Regions from separate parts of the Gossypium hirsutum genome. Here region 1 is linked to region 2. A link is a contact called in public Hi-C data. All regions are on one chromosome and are shown on one strand. The core of a region is the stretch at or near the end of the contact, and the rest is flanking DNA. Distances in the headings are between cores, read along the strand shown. Region 1 holds the start of LOC107886705 (major pollen allergen Ole e 1). Region 2 has its middle 7.1 kb from the start of LOC107888111.

The links. A called contact is a pair of places that touch in the nucleus more often than the background predicts.
Region 1: a Hi-C map of seedling shows a contact between it and region 2, with 2.6 times the contacts expected there. The contact joins the promoter of LOC107886705 here to the enhancer-like site in region 2. A contact is called at or near these places in 10 of 34 Hi-C or Micro-C datasets (callus, fibers, hypocotyl and 3 more).

The regions. Positions count from the first base shown.
Region 1 is chrA03:103,949,713-103,956,206 of Gossypium_hirsutum_v2.1, forward strand. It overlaps LOC107886705 (major pollen allergen Ole e 1), which reads right to left and starts at 2,357. Exons shown (of 2, transcript XM_016810755.2): 1 at 2,005-2,357; 2 at 1,463-1,893. The coding sequence starts at 2,173. The coding sequence ends at 1,544.
Region 2 is chrA03:103,819,346-103,825,571 of Gossypium_hirsutum_v2.1, forward strand. No RefSeq gene overlaps it. Among protein-coding and RNA genes, the nearest start is that of LOC107888111, 7.1 kb to the left of the region's middle. Within about 2 kb of position 4,891, at least 7 of the 9 cell types and tissues checked have an H3K27ac peak or open chromatin away from gene starts, as enhancers often do. A contact at or near this core is called in fibers and leaf, where this site is marked.

The DNA.
Region 1 (6,494 bases), core at 1,107-3,606, 130 kb after region 2:
AAATAGACCTTAGTTACTCTAGGTTTTACATAACAAAAATATTTAGATTATCTGTTTTGTGTTGATTCTCTCTATCTTTTGTACTTTCCTTTTATTATAGCGAAATCTTCTTTTGCTAGCGATTTTTTATCTTTCTTTATTATAGCGAAATCTTCTTTTGCTAGCGATTTTTTATCTTTCTTTTTAAGAATTTTTCCACGTAAAATTTACATATTCAATCTTTTCGATTTTACTTTACTTATTTGTTTGTTGCATACACGAATTTATCTTCAACACTTGACATCATTTTCTTTAAAAAAAAAATCCAACTTAAATTCCTACATTCATCCATTCGTATTTCCAATGATACATCATACATAGACGTATTAACATAGTCAATTAATCAAATTGTGCCCTCTAAATCTTATGAACTCAAAAACTGTAATGAAAGAGGAAAGAATTCTCCCCATGGAGTTGGAACTTGAATTTAAATTGAATATTAGTTTTAGTAACGTGATGAAACACATCTTTCATTATTATTATTTGGCAAACACTCCCATTATTAAAATACTTAATAAATATTTTAAAATTTTAATTTTTATATATTTGTGCAATTGGAAGGTATAATGATTTCGTTCCCACAATTTCAAATTCATAGCACTAGTGAACTGATTTGCTGCAAAAGGAGGCGATAAGTGCATGTCTATATACATAATAATGTTACTAAAAATGTAAGCTAGTCCATTCTACTTTCTATACCGTAAATTATGAAATCTTCTCAATCAAGAATAACAGTACATGATATCAAAATCAAGCATAATTATTCAGGTGTTGAATTGAATTTAGAGGAGGCCAAATGATGCTTAGGGTGTTTGGGTCTGGGGGAAGCTTGGAGGGGAGCGGGGAACGTAAGATATCCAGGTTGTTGGGTCTCCCAGATTAAAGCCAGGTGGGGAAGGAGGAGCTGGTAGCCAAGTAGTAGGATCTCCTAGATTAAATGCAGGTGGAGGGGGTGGAACAAAATGAGATGGGCTAGGACGGAAGGGAGGGTGAGGGGAGAAAGGGAAAGGCAAAGATGGTGGATTGGGATGTGGAATGGGATAGGGCAAGCGAGGAAAGGGCCATGATGGCAAAGGTGGCAGGGGAGGGAGTGGGAATGATGGAAGGGGAGGTAACGAGGGAAATGGCTAAGGGAATCCAAATTTTGGGAAAGGAAAGGAGTTAAAAGAAGTTGGGGACAGCTCTTCAGGCGTAAAATTACCTAGGAGTTAATTTTTTTTTAAATTAAGTAAATATGTTTTTGTATATTAGACCAAAAACTGAACTAATTTTTTATTAAAATTTTCATATATTATTATTATTAAAAATTAATATAATTGACTGAATAATTAATTGAATGTACTTTGACTTATAATAATTAATTTTTAATATTAAAAATAAATAAAATTATTAACAAAAAATTAATTTATCCTTCAATTTAATATATAAAAATATAATTTACTTATTTTTAAAAAATAAAAATAAAATACGATCTAACTTTTAACAAATAACTTCCATAATATTTTTACCACTGTTTGTGATTTCTACACAAGGTGGCATTTCTCTTGGAAGGCCTGTAACTCAGTGCATTCAAGCTGTAGATGCACAGATTATCTTGTTTTGATTTGACAGTTATCTGATTTGTGGATGTCTTCAAACCTGGTACATCGCATGCTTTGGATTTGCTCCCTACTAAACTTGCCTGGCATAATGACTCAATGGCCAAACCTTCCACACAGTCAACCCCGTCAACATGCGGTATTTCTAGCTTGTACACCCCATATTTATCTGTAGTTCTGTTGACTGAGACGCTCATTTGCTCTGTAGTTTTTGGTGATTGTGCTTTAAACTTGCATTCAATGTTGACTTCAGCACCTAGTAAAATCAAAGGCAACTTTAAATATCACAAATATATTATATGTATGTGTGTGTCTGTTCCTTGATGAATTAGACCAGTGTTTGGGGTTGTATACTAGTCTCTTTTACCTGGCAAGAAGTAGCTGTGCCTAGACAAAGTGTTGCTTGAACAGGAATCACAGAAAACAACGCCCACTACTGTGATCCGAGAGATTGGATTTGGGGGTTGAGCTGTTGCGGAAAATAGATGCATGAAAGAGGATGCTAGAAGAAGAAGAAGGCGAATGATTGGATCCATGGCAGCTAGCAAACATGAGAGAAGTGAAAAGAAGCTTCCACTAGGGCTTCTCTAGTTCAACACTTATACCTGTTTGAAGTAGAAAGCATTTCAGTTTACTGTAGCGTAAGACTTAAGAAAATATGGGCAGTATCCAAGTAACTATCAGCCCGTGAGTGGTTGGTGTTAGGACCAGACCAACTGTAAAGCAAGGAGCTGAAAATGTTTTTATTATTATTATTATTATCTAATCACTAAAAACAAAGACATGTGAAGAGCCTTCTTGGCTGGATGTGATAAAATTTGGAAAGACAGTGAGGTTGCTACTCTGTAGCAGATTTGACAATCGACAGGACATTGATTTGGGGTTCTGTCTTTTCCTCGATAATTACAGAAAGCTCTAATCCAAGTCATCAACTACACATTAATGTAATGAGAACATTGGACTTTTTTGATGTTCACTTCTGTATCAGTTCCTGCTTTCCTCTGTTTCTACTTGTGGTTGTGAGTAATTTATTACCAGTCGCTCAACCCATACGCAGCAGTCTCTGCCCATTTTTGGGCATATGATTTGTCCGAGCACGAGTAATTGTCCTCAACAACCCCCACAAGCCGGACTGGGATAATATTTCACTTTTCTACCTTCAAATTCTCTTATTTTCAATCATTAAAATCTATGGCCCTTATAAGAATGTTGTTAATTTGGAGGAGACTCTTGGACTTTTTGTGTAAATAACAAGATAAAAAGAGCAACCGGATCATGAAGCTTCGCAATATCTTGGCTAGAACTCGATAGACACTTGTTACAACTTAGGAGCACGCACCAATTGAGTTTATTGCACCAAACGTCCCTGAACTATGGGTCTGATTTTAAATTGGTATTTAAATTTGAAAATGTTTTAAATAAGTCCTCAAACCATCATACCGTTCCAATCAGGTCCATTCGTTAACTTTTATGTTACATCTCTATTAGTGACACACGTTACCATCTAGTAGGCACACATTGTTTTTTTTTTTTTATCTTTATATTCTTTTTGTTGATTACTCCTTTATAAATTAGTTGATGTGTATTACACATGATTTTAGGTATTTATTTTTTAAAGTTATTAAATTATATATTTTATAATTTTTTAAAAATATGTGTTTATTAATTAAATGAGAATTGTTTTAATTTATACTAGAACTCTATTAATTTTGAAAAATAAATGAAAGAATAAAACAACATTTTAAAAGTAAAGAAAATAAAAAAAATGGAAAACAATGGATAGCCATTACGTTTTTTTAATATAATATTTAGAATTATTTATAGTCGCTCTCCAACTCTTAAATGGAAAGATAATTGCACTTTAGCGTACTCGAACTCATGTCCTCCTATATTGACAACAATATCTATGTCAATCGAGTTAATACTCAATTGATAGCCATTACTTTAATACTTCATTGCCTTTGATATAATATTTCATGGCACAATGATAAACAACATTCATAATTATGTAAACATTATTACCCATAACCCCCTAACCCTTATATATATTGGAGGATAAATGTACTCCAACACACGCAAACCTACATACTCTTGCACTGACCACAATACCAATGTTAACCAAGCTAAGACTCAGTCGACAAAAATATTCTTAAAATTAAATAATAGTAAAACTATCAAATATCAAATAATAATAATAACTAAACACCTCAAATAATAAAAAAATATGCAATTTTTGTTGATGAAAACAAAATATAATAAATAATGTTAAAATATAATTTCTTTCAATAATTCAGATGTTATTTTAAATTAAAATGCCATTGTTAATGCATATATTTATAAGCTAAATATTATTATAATTTATAATTGTAACACTAATTGATTGATAATTAATCAAAAATAATAAGTGCAATTTAATATGGGCCCAAAATTTAATTAAGTGATAATAACTATTACATTGATAATGAAAACACTATTAATAAATAAATAAACTTATACATTATAGATTAGGTAACCAATATATTAATATTATCTTTATATATAATATTAATCTCACATATTTAATTTTTATTATTTATAAAAATTAATTTTAAAACGATTAATTATCATATATATATATAGAATTTATATTTGTTTAATTAAAAAACTTATATTTTTTATTATTTTTAATTTATCTAATTATATTTAATAATTATATATATTTTTAATTTTTTTAATTAATAATATATTATCTTAATTTTTTAGTACAACTTTTAAAAGATACGATGAAATTAATTACTTTCACATTACTAAACTACCATATTAATTCATATTTAATTCATATTACTTTTATTATTATTATTATCACATAATAATAGTGATATTATTTTAATGTCAATTTAAAAATATAATTAACAATAAAGTGTATTATCATCAATTTAATTTTTTTTCAAATTCATGCTTATATATATATATTATAGATAAAAATAGAAATAAATAATTATTTATGTTAGAATTAAATAACTTTGAAAATTTATAATTAATTATAATTATATTAATTTTATAAAATTAATTTTTTCTGCTTTCTTTTATTTACTTTTTTCATTTATGAATAAAATAATTTTGTAAAACTTAAATTATTTATGGAATATAAAATTTTATTTATTTTTGTATTTATGTATATAAAATAAAAATTAAGAGCAATAAAATTATAATTAATCATAAATATAAAATTAATTTAATTATGATATAATTTTTTATTTTTATTTGTATTCATAAATATAAAAATCTGATTTGTCATTCTCTTATTGGAAAAGGATAAAGATGACGTGGAATCACTATTTCATATAATCCTTTTTCGTGTGGCATGTATCACTAATAGATATATGATAGAAAAGTTAACAAAATGGTTGATGGAAGGACCTAATTGGAGCAATATTGATAGTTTGGGACTCAATAAGAACATTCTGAACTTTAGAGATTAGTTTGAAATTTAACTATAGTTAAGAGATGTATGATGTAATTAAATAAGTTAATAATATACAACATGCTTGGACTTTTACTAAACTTGTAATTAAGAATTTTATAGAAATAACTGGATTAAAGAGTTGTTGAATAAAAAATGATAGAAAGACTTCAATTATTATTCATAGCTATAAAAATTCATGTTTAGTACCCAAAAATTATTTGCTTCCTTGGGGATACTCAGCCTAGAGAGAGGAAAAGCTTTAACCAAATCCTAATCTTTTACTACATAATTCCATCTAAAACTCCCAATTATTTACAACTCTTTCCCTTTTCACTGTTAGAGATAATCGCTTTAGGTTTGCAATTATCCAATAAAATTTTGGATTTTCAGAAATATCATTCTTTTTAGTTAATTATAATTGAATAATTAACTAATTAATCATTACTAAAAAATTAAATTAAATTATTTTGATTGCGTTGTAATTCGTCCTTTAGAGTGTATTCTGGGAATGCTAGGTGGAGATTAGAGAGATTGCCAGATTCGTGGTTGTACGTAAACCTATATATAACAACAAGATTTTCGATCGCCCTTGGATTTCTTGGACAGCTATAAATATTTTTCCTTTTTAAGGCATCGTTTTATTTTGGCACTTAGTGACATATATAACCCACCAAATAAATTATTCATTTCCAATAATGCTATTTGCTACCCAGCTTTCTCTCTAACTTTCCAGACTCTTAATTCATTCATACTCACAAAATCAACATTTTCTTTAAATAATTTCTCCCTTTCTCATCACATCAAATAATTACATTTATAATCTGGGTTTTTGGAGGCGAAAAATGTTCATCTAATGTTGATATTTAACCCCAAAAAATTTACAAGACATTCCCATATTTTGAGTGCTTGATCTCATATTCTTCAAATCTTTGATTTGACTTGATGCTCACAATCATTGACAACACACATCAAAACAGAAAGGCACCGTCGTTATCAATTGGCTAATGATCATACTCATAATTTATGAACAGAGAAGAGCAAGGTCCGGAAATGAATTCATGCATTTACTGATTACAATTAATAATGACAAACGGCTTGACCTCCTCTCCCTTCATCGCTAGGAAAGATTCATGGCCTCAAGCAACCACCTAATTCTATTTGAAATGAAAAAGGAAAATACAATAAAATTTTGGGGTTATAAATTCTTCATTTCCCAAAAAACTGGTAGAGATATCAAACATCGGCTTATCTCTCACATTTATTTACCATAACATATTGTAGCACTTTTTTATGACATTTTTATAACAAGTAAATTATTTTTTGCTCTTAACTTTAGAAATTGTTTAGGATTTAAACAAAATAAATTTTAGTTCTAACTTTATAAAATGAACATAAATTATTTTTATGATATA
Region 2 (6,226 bases), core at 3,641-6,140:
TTCATATTAAGGTGGTTTTATTAAGTGATTTTGATAGGAAATGATATTTAGGACCTAATTGTGAAAAAATTGTGAATTGAAGGTTGCTATTGAAATTCAGAATATAAAAGGTTTTGAAATAGTTTATAATGATAAAATAAAGTGTTAATTGATAAAAATTAGTTCAATTGATGGGTGAATTGAGCAGGGACTAAATTGTGAAAACTGTAAATTTTGGGGTAAAAGTGTAATTTCAAAATTTGAACAGCATAAATTGTGAAGTGAAATAGAAATCAAATAAATGCTAATGAGTAGAAATATTTTATATTATAGATCAAGAATCCAAAGAAGAACGAGGAAAAGAAAAAGTTGCGGAATAGTCCCTAAATTTCAATATCTTCTACAAATTAGTCGGGTAATTTCATATGGTTGAATTTAGATGTTTATTTGTGAATGATTGAAGTATATAATGTGTTATTATATATGAAATTTTTTGTGGGATTGTGTAAATTTTGTTAATGAAAGAATAAATGTGGAAATGCAAATTAGGAAAAACGCAGGATTGAGTACGTTCGTATCGTGACGTGTGATGAATTGACGGATAAGACTATGGTTGTTCCATGGCAAAGTGTGAAATGTAGGTATGGTATCATCCATACTGAGTTGTGAAATGTAGGTATGGTATTATCCATACCGAGCTGTGAAATAATGTAGGTATGGTATTATCAAATCCATACTGAGTTAAGAAATGTAGGTATGGCATTTCCCATACCGAGTTGAAAAATGTAGGTATGGTATTTCAATGAGGAAAACCATACTGAGTTGTAAATCGTGGCATTGAGCACCGACGTACTCAATTTCGTAAGCCGTTCCCTAATTTGATTATAAGAAATAAAAGAGAAGTGATCCAAATGAAAGAGATTGAGTAATTGTTATTGTTGAACTCAACTATGTGAATTATTATAACAATGGTTGTGAATCACAGGAAACTTTAGTAAATGTTTTGGTATTGTTTGGAAATATTATGTTTGGTAAGCATTACTTTTAAACCTATGAACTTACTAAGCTTCAATAAGCTTACTTGTGTGTGTTTGATATTTTTATGTAGATTGAATTGAAGTGAAGTTAGTAGATTGGATCAACACAACAAAGCACGCTATCCAGATCAATTCCGGTAGCTTTTGTTTTATGTTTGAAGATTTATATGGCATGTATAAAGTTTAAATGAAATGAAGTAAAGATGTCAACATTTTGTACTAAAACAGTTTTTGGTCAGTAGCAGTACTTTGAATTTGAAAATTCACCATAAATTATGAAAATCTAATTAGAGGTTGAATAAAATATGAAATTAAATCTTATTGAATCTAGTTTCACATAGAAGAAACGGTGTAAGCAAAAGACTTTCATATCAGGAGATATTTGAATTTTTGTGAGACAAGGTCAGAGTGATTTTGAACTCCCCTGTTCTGATTTGTAAAAAATCATTACAAATTGTAAAAAAATATTTAGGAGTCATACTATATATGTATGGATTCATTATTGAGTCTATTTTTAAGAGAAACAATCGTCTTGGTTATTTTAATTCTGTACATGGAGAAATTTGGTTCGTAGTACACAGGGGTTAGAGTAGCCAAACCCTGAAACAGGGGAGACTTCAACTAGTAAACTGTACTAATTGGCCCAACCAAAAATTCTAGAAAAAAATTAGTAAGTATATATATGAGCCTAGATCTGGGGAAAATTTACTGATTTGGATTTCGAGTTTTGTAACTCGAGATATGATTTTTTTTGCGTCTATAATGCAGTTGGACAACTTGTCTGGAAAGTGTGATATAAATTGTTTGAATTTGTTTAAGTGCTCAAATAAGTTTAGTAATGCCTCGTGCTCGACTCCGGTGATGGTCTCGGCTAAAGGGGGCGTTACAATTAATTTTTAAATTTATTTGTTGAATTTATATATTTATATATATTACAAAGTTATAGAAATCTCATACTTGTTTAGTTACTTGAGAAGTTATCAAATAAAAATGAATTTGAATTCCTAAATTGAAATTGAATCTAAAACCCTAAACCCTAAATTAAAACCTAAGTCGAAATCCCAAATTGGAAGCTTTCAACGGATTTAGGTAACTAAATTTAAGGCTTTCAAAAACCTTCTATTGTTGCTCATTCTAGTCGAAGTGAGATGATTTCTATTGTATGAAATGTGATCTTTCCATTGGTATGTATTTCAAGCCAAGTTGACTTTTACTTTAAAAGAATCAAACTCCCAAAGTAGTTTAATTGAAACAGAAAACTTTGAAATTCTAAGCAAGTTGTGACTATTTTCAATGTTTTGAGCCCAAAATCTTACGACTTTTGGTAACTATTTTTTATAAAAAAAGTATTGCTTTAGAATCACATTGAAAATCTAAATTAATATTCTAAAACCCACCAAAATTTTGAAAGAGTAGAGTTTTGATTGCTTAAAATGAGCCCAAAATCCACATTTGTTTAGTTACTCAAGAGATTATCACACATTCAAAATGCTATGGAATCGAAGCCCTAAACCAAAGCCAAAACCAAAACCGTAAACTGAAACTAAAATCATAAATCTAAACCTTAATCGAAGCTAGAACCTGAAAACAAAACCTCAAACTAAAACCCAAGTTGAAACCGCAAATTAAGACTTTCAACATATTGCATTCTAAAACCTTCTATTGTTGCTTATTCTTCTCAAACATTAGGTGATTTCTATTGCATGAAATATTATCTTTCCATTGGTAGGTTTTTCTAGCCAAATAGAATTATGTCTTGAAAGGACCAAGCTCCCAAAGTAGCCAACTTGAAACAGAAAACTTTGAAATTTTGGACAAGTTGTGAGGATTTTCAATGATTTGAACCCCCAAATCTTAGGCTTTTGGTTAATCTTTTTGATTAAACAAAATTTCATATTTCAGAATTAAATTTGAACCTTAAATTAATATTCTTAAAACACTCAAAATTTTGAAAGAGTATACAGTTTTTATTTCTTAAAATGAGCCAAAAAGTTATGGAAAATCTCAAATATAAAGTAAAAAAAATCAATTTTATTTCATTTTAATAGTATTGTTTGCCAAATTATGTTTTATTAAGGTAAAAAACATATTAAATTAATTATGAATTTTTTTGTTGAATTTTTATATTTATATATATACTATAAAATTGTAGAATTTTCACATTTGTTTAATTATTGGGAGATTACCGTACAACCAAAATGCCATGGGATCAAAACCCTAGGATGAAGCCAAAATGAACCCCAAACTTAAACTAAAACAATAACCTTAAAACAAAAGCAAATCTAAACCCAAACCTAAAACCTAAGTCGAAACCCAAAACTTATAGCTTTTAAAACCACCAAAATTTTGAAAGAGCATTTAGTTTTGATTGCTTAAAATGAGCCAAAAAGTAATGGAAATTTTAAAATATAGAGTACAATTTTTTTGAATTTATTTCATTTTAATATTATTGTTGGCCAAATTATGTTTTATTAAGGCAAACAACATATTAAATTAATTGTCAAATTTTATTTTGAATTTTTATTTTTATACATATTACAAAATTGTAGAAGTTTCATAGTTGTTTAGTTACTCAAGAGATTACCACCCAATAGAAAGGAATCGAAACCCTAAAACGAAGCCAAAACATAAATCTCACACTACAACTAAAATCATAACCCTAAATAAAAAGTAAATCTAAAAATCTAAACCAAAACCCTATATTGAAACTTAAGTCGAAATCCCAAATTTACGACTTTCAACAAATTTAGGTAACTAAATTTAAGGCTTTCTAAAGCCTTATATTGTTTCTCATTTTGACTCGTGAGATGATTTCTATTGTATGAAATGCAATTTTTTCATTTGTATGTTTTCCAAGCCAAATTTTATTATGTGTTAAAAGAACTAAGCTCCTAAAGTCGCCTACTTGAAACAAAACATTTTGAAATTCTTGGTAAGTTGTGACAATTTTCAATGTTTTGGGCCTCAAAATCTTAGGCTTTAAATTTCTCATTTTGATAAAAAATTAACTTGTTTTAGAATTACATTTAAACATTAAATTAATATTCTTTAAACAGCTAAAATTTTGAAAGAGCATTGAGCTAAAAATTCATGGAAGTTCTAAAATATAGAGTAAATTTTTTTTTAATTTTACTTTATTTTAATATTATTGTTGGATAAATTATGTTTTATTAAGGTAAATAACATATTAAATTAATCTTGAATTTTTATTTTATTTTTATATTTATATATTACAAAATTATAAAATTTTGACAATTATTTAATTACTCAAAAGATTACCGCACAACCGAAATATCATAAAATTGAGTATTAAAATATGCTGAGAGAATTTGACATTAAATAAAACAATTAATATTATATTAAGAATATGATAACTTTTTAAAATGGATTACTACAGATGATTTATTAAAAACTGAGCAACACCCATCTCGATTAGGAGAGACACCCAACATCAATAATAAAGTCTTCTCTCTTATCTGACCTCCCCGCCAACATCCCCCCATTCCCCACCTTTCCTTTCTCTGTAAGTAACCAAATATCTTCTCAATTTACCTTTGGATTTGTTTGTAAAGGTAAGGCCGTCTCTGTCTGCTAGCAATTTACATTCTGTGTTGCCTGCCTTTCTTTTTCTTTCCAAAGTCTCTGTTACCATTTTCATCTCTTTTATGGAAAAATTTTAAGGACATTGTCGGATATTTCCTTTTAATTTCCATTTTCTCATCCATTTCTTATGCTCTTGCTAAACCGTTGTTCAATTTACTTGGTTGAGTTACTAGTATGATGTTCTTATATATACCTTATGGTAATTATTTGTTTTGAACAGGACTTTGCAACTGTTGTTTTCTAACAGATAGGTTTGCACATGTCTTTGATTCAATTTCGTCTTTCTCTGTCTTTCTCTACCAGCAGTATGGCGGATTTGCGCTCCTTTTCAACTAAAGAATTTTATTGGCTCGCATCATGCTTTTGGGGCATCATCACCTGCAAACTAGTAAGTAGTCCAATATGCTTTTGCTTTTATCAACGACATTTTTGGTGGATTGGAATTTTTTTCAGCTCTTTCTTCTTCGTAGATTTCGGTCAAATTCAATGGCTTTTATTAATCTTCTTTTTCATTTCCATCTTTTATAAATTCAATACACTCTAATCTTGGCACTCGGTAAACCATCCTCAGCCTTATCTAGTTCGTGTTACTTAAAATTTGTTCCTAAATCTTGTTGATAGATTTGCTCCATTGGTAGCTTTTTTTTTTCTAGGAATGGTAATAATTATGGTTGTATAAAATTGCTTAGAATCATATTCGGCCAGTTTCTGCCATTTATTTTTATCAAGAATTTAGGAATAGGCTTTGAAATTGGCAATTAAGAAAAAGAGAATGGCTGTGAATAGTACCTTAAAGCAGAGAGGAAGAATAGGTTGGTTGAGAAAAAAATGGTTTGGCACCAACAATGATGCAACTAAATTGTACTGACGCTCATAAAAGACCTGCCTTCCCGAGATTCTATCCTCAAATGAAGCATAAAAGGGTTTGGGAAACTTAGGATAAGACAGCTTTACACTGACGACTAAAAGACCCTGGTAGTGGTTCCACTTTTGGACCTGTATCTTTGAATTTTGGGTCAAAGTTATCCATATCTACATTTGCTGTCCATGCCCAAGTTGGAGTAGTTTATTAGGTTTGTTCTAAGTTGCCAAAGTTTGTGGACTATTTAGGGAAATTAGCGAAACCAACTGAAGATTAGATTTAAACCATTTTATCTTAGGTTGATCTATTTAGAACTACCTATAACTGCAGTATTAGGTTTGTCATCAGTACAACAGAATTCACATTTCACTTTTAGAATACAGAATGTACATATTTATCTAATTTCTGATACTCAGATTCAGATATTCTTACAGTGGGAGTATTTAAAATTTCCAAACAAAAGAATCATGCATTGGAAACATAATGCAATTCTATCATTAAATATCATAAGTTGGCTTTAGCTTTAGAAGTAAATTGAGTAGCTGCATAAGAATTTCCTTTTTATATAGTAATGGTAATTTCACTTCTCTTTTTGGGTCTATGTTGAAATGTTTACAAGATTAATGCAACCTATTGAGTTATATGTCTTTTTAAACTATGTTACCTAGACTCTTCATATTTTTTTTCTAAAATATGATGATCTAAATATATGGAAAAACTTTAAAAGGTTTAGTATACCCATGTT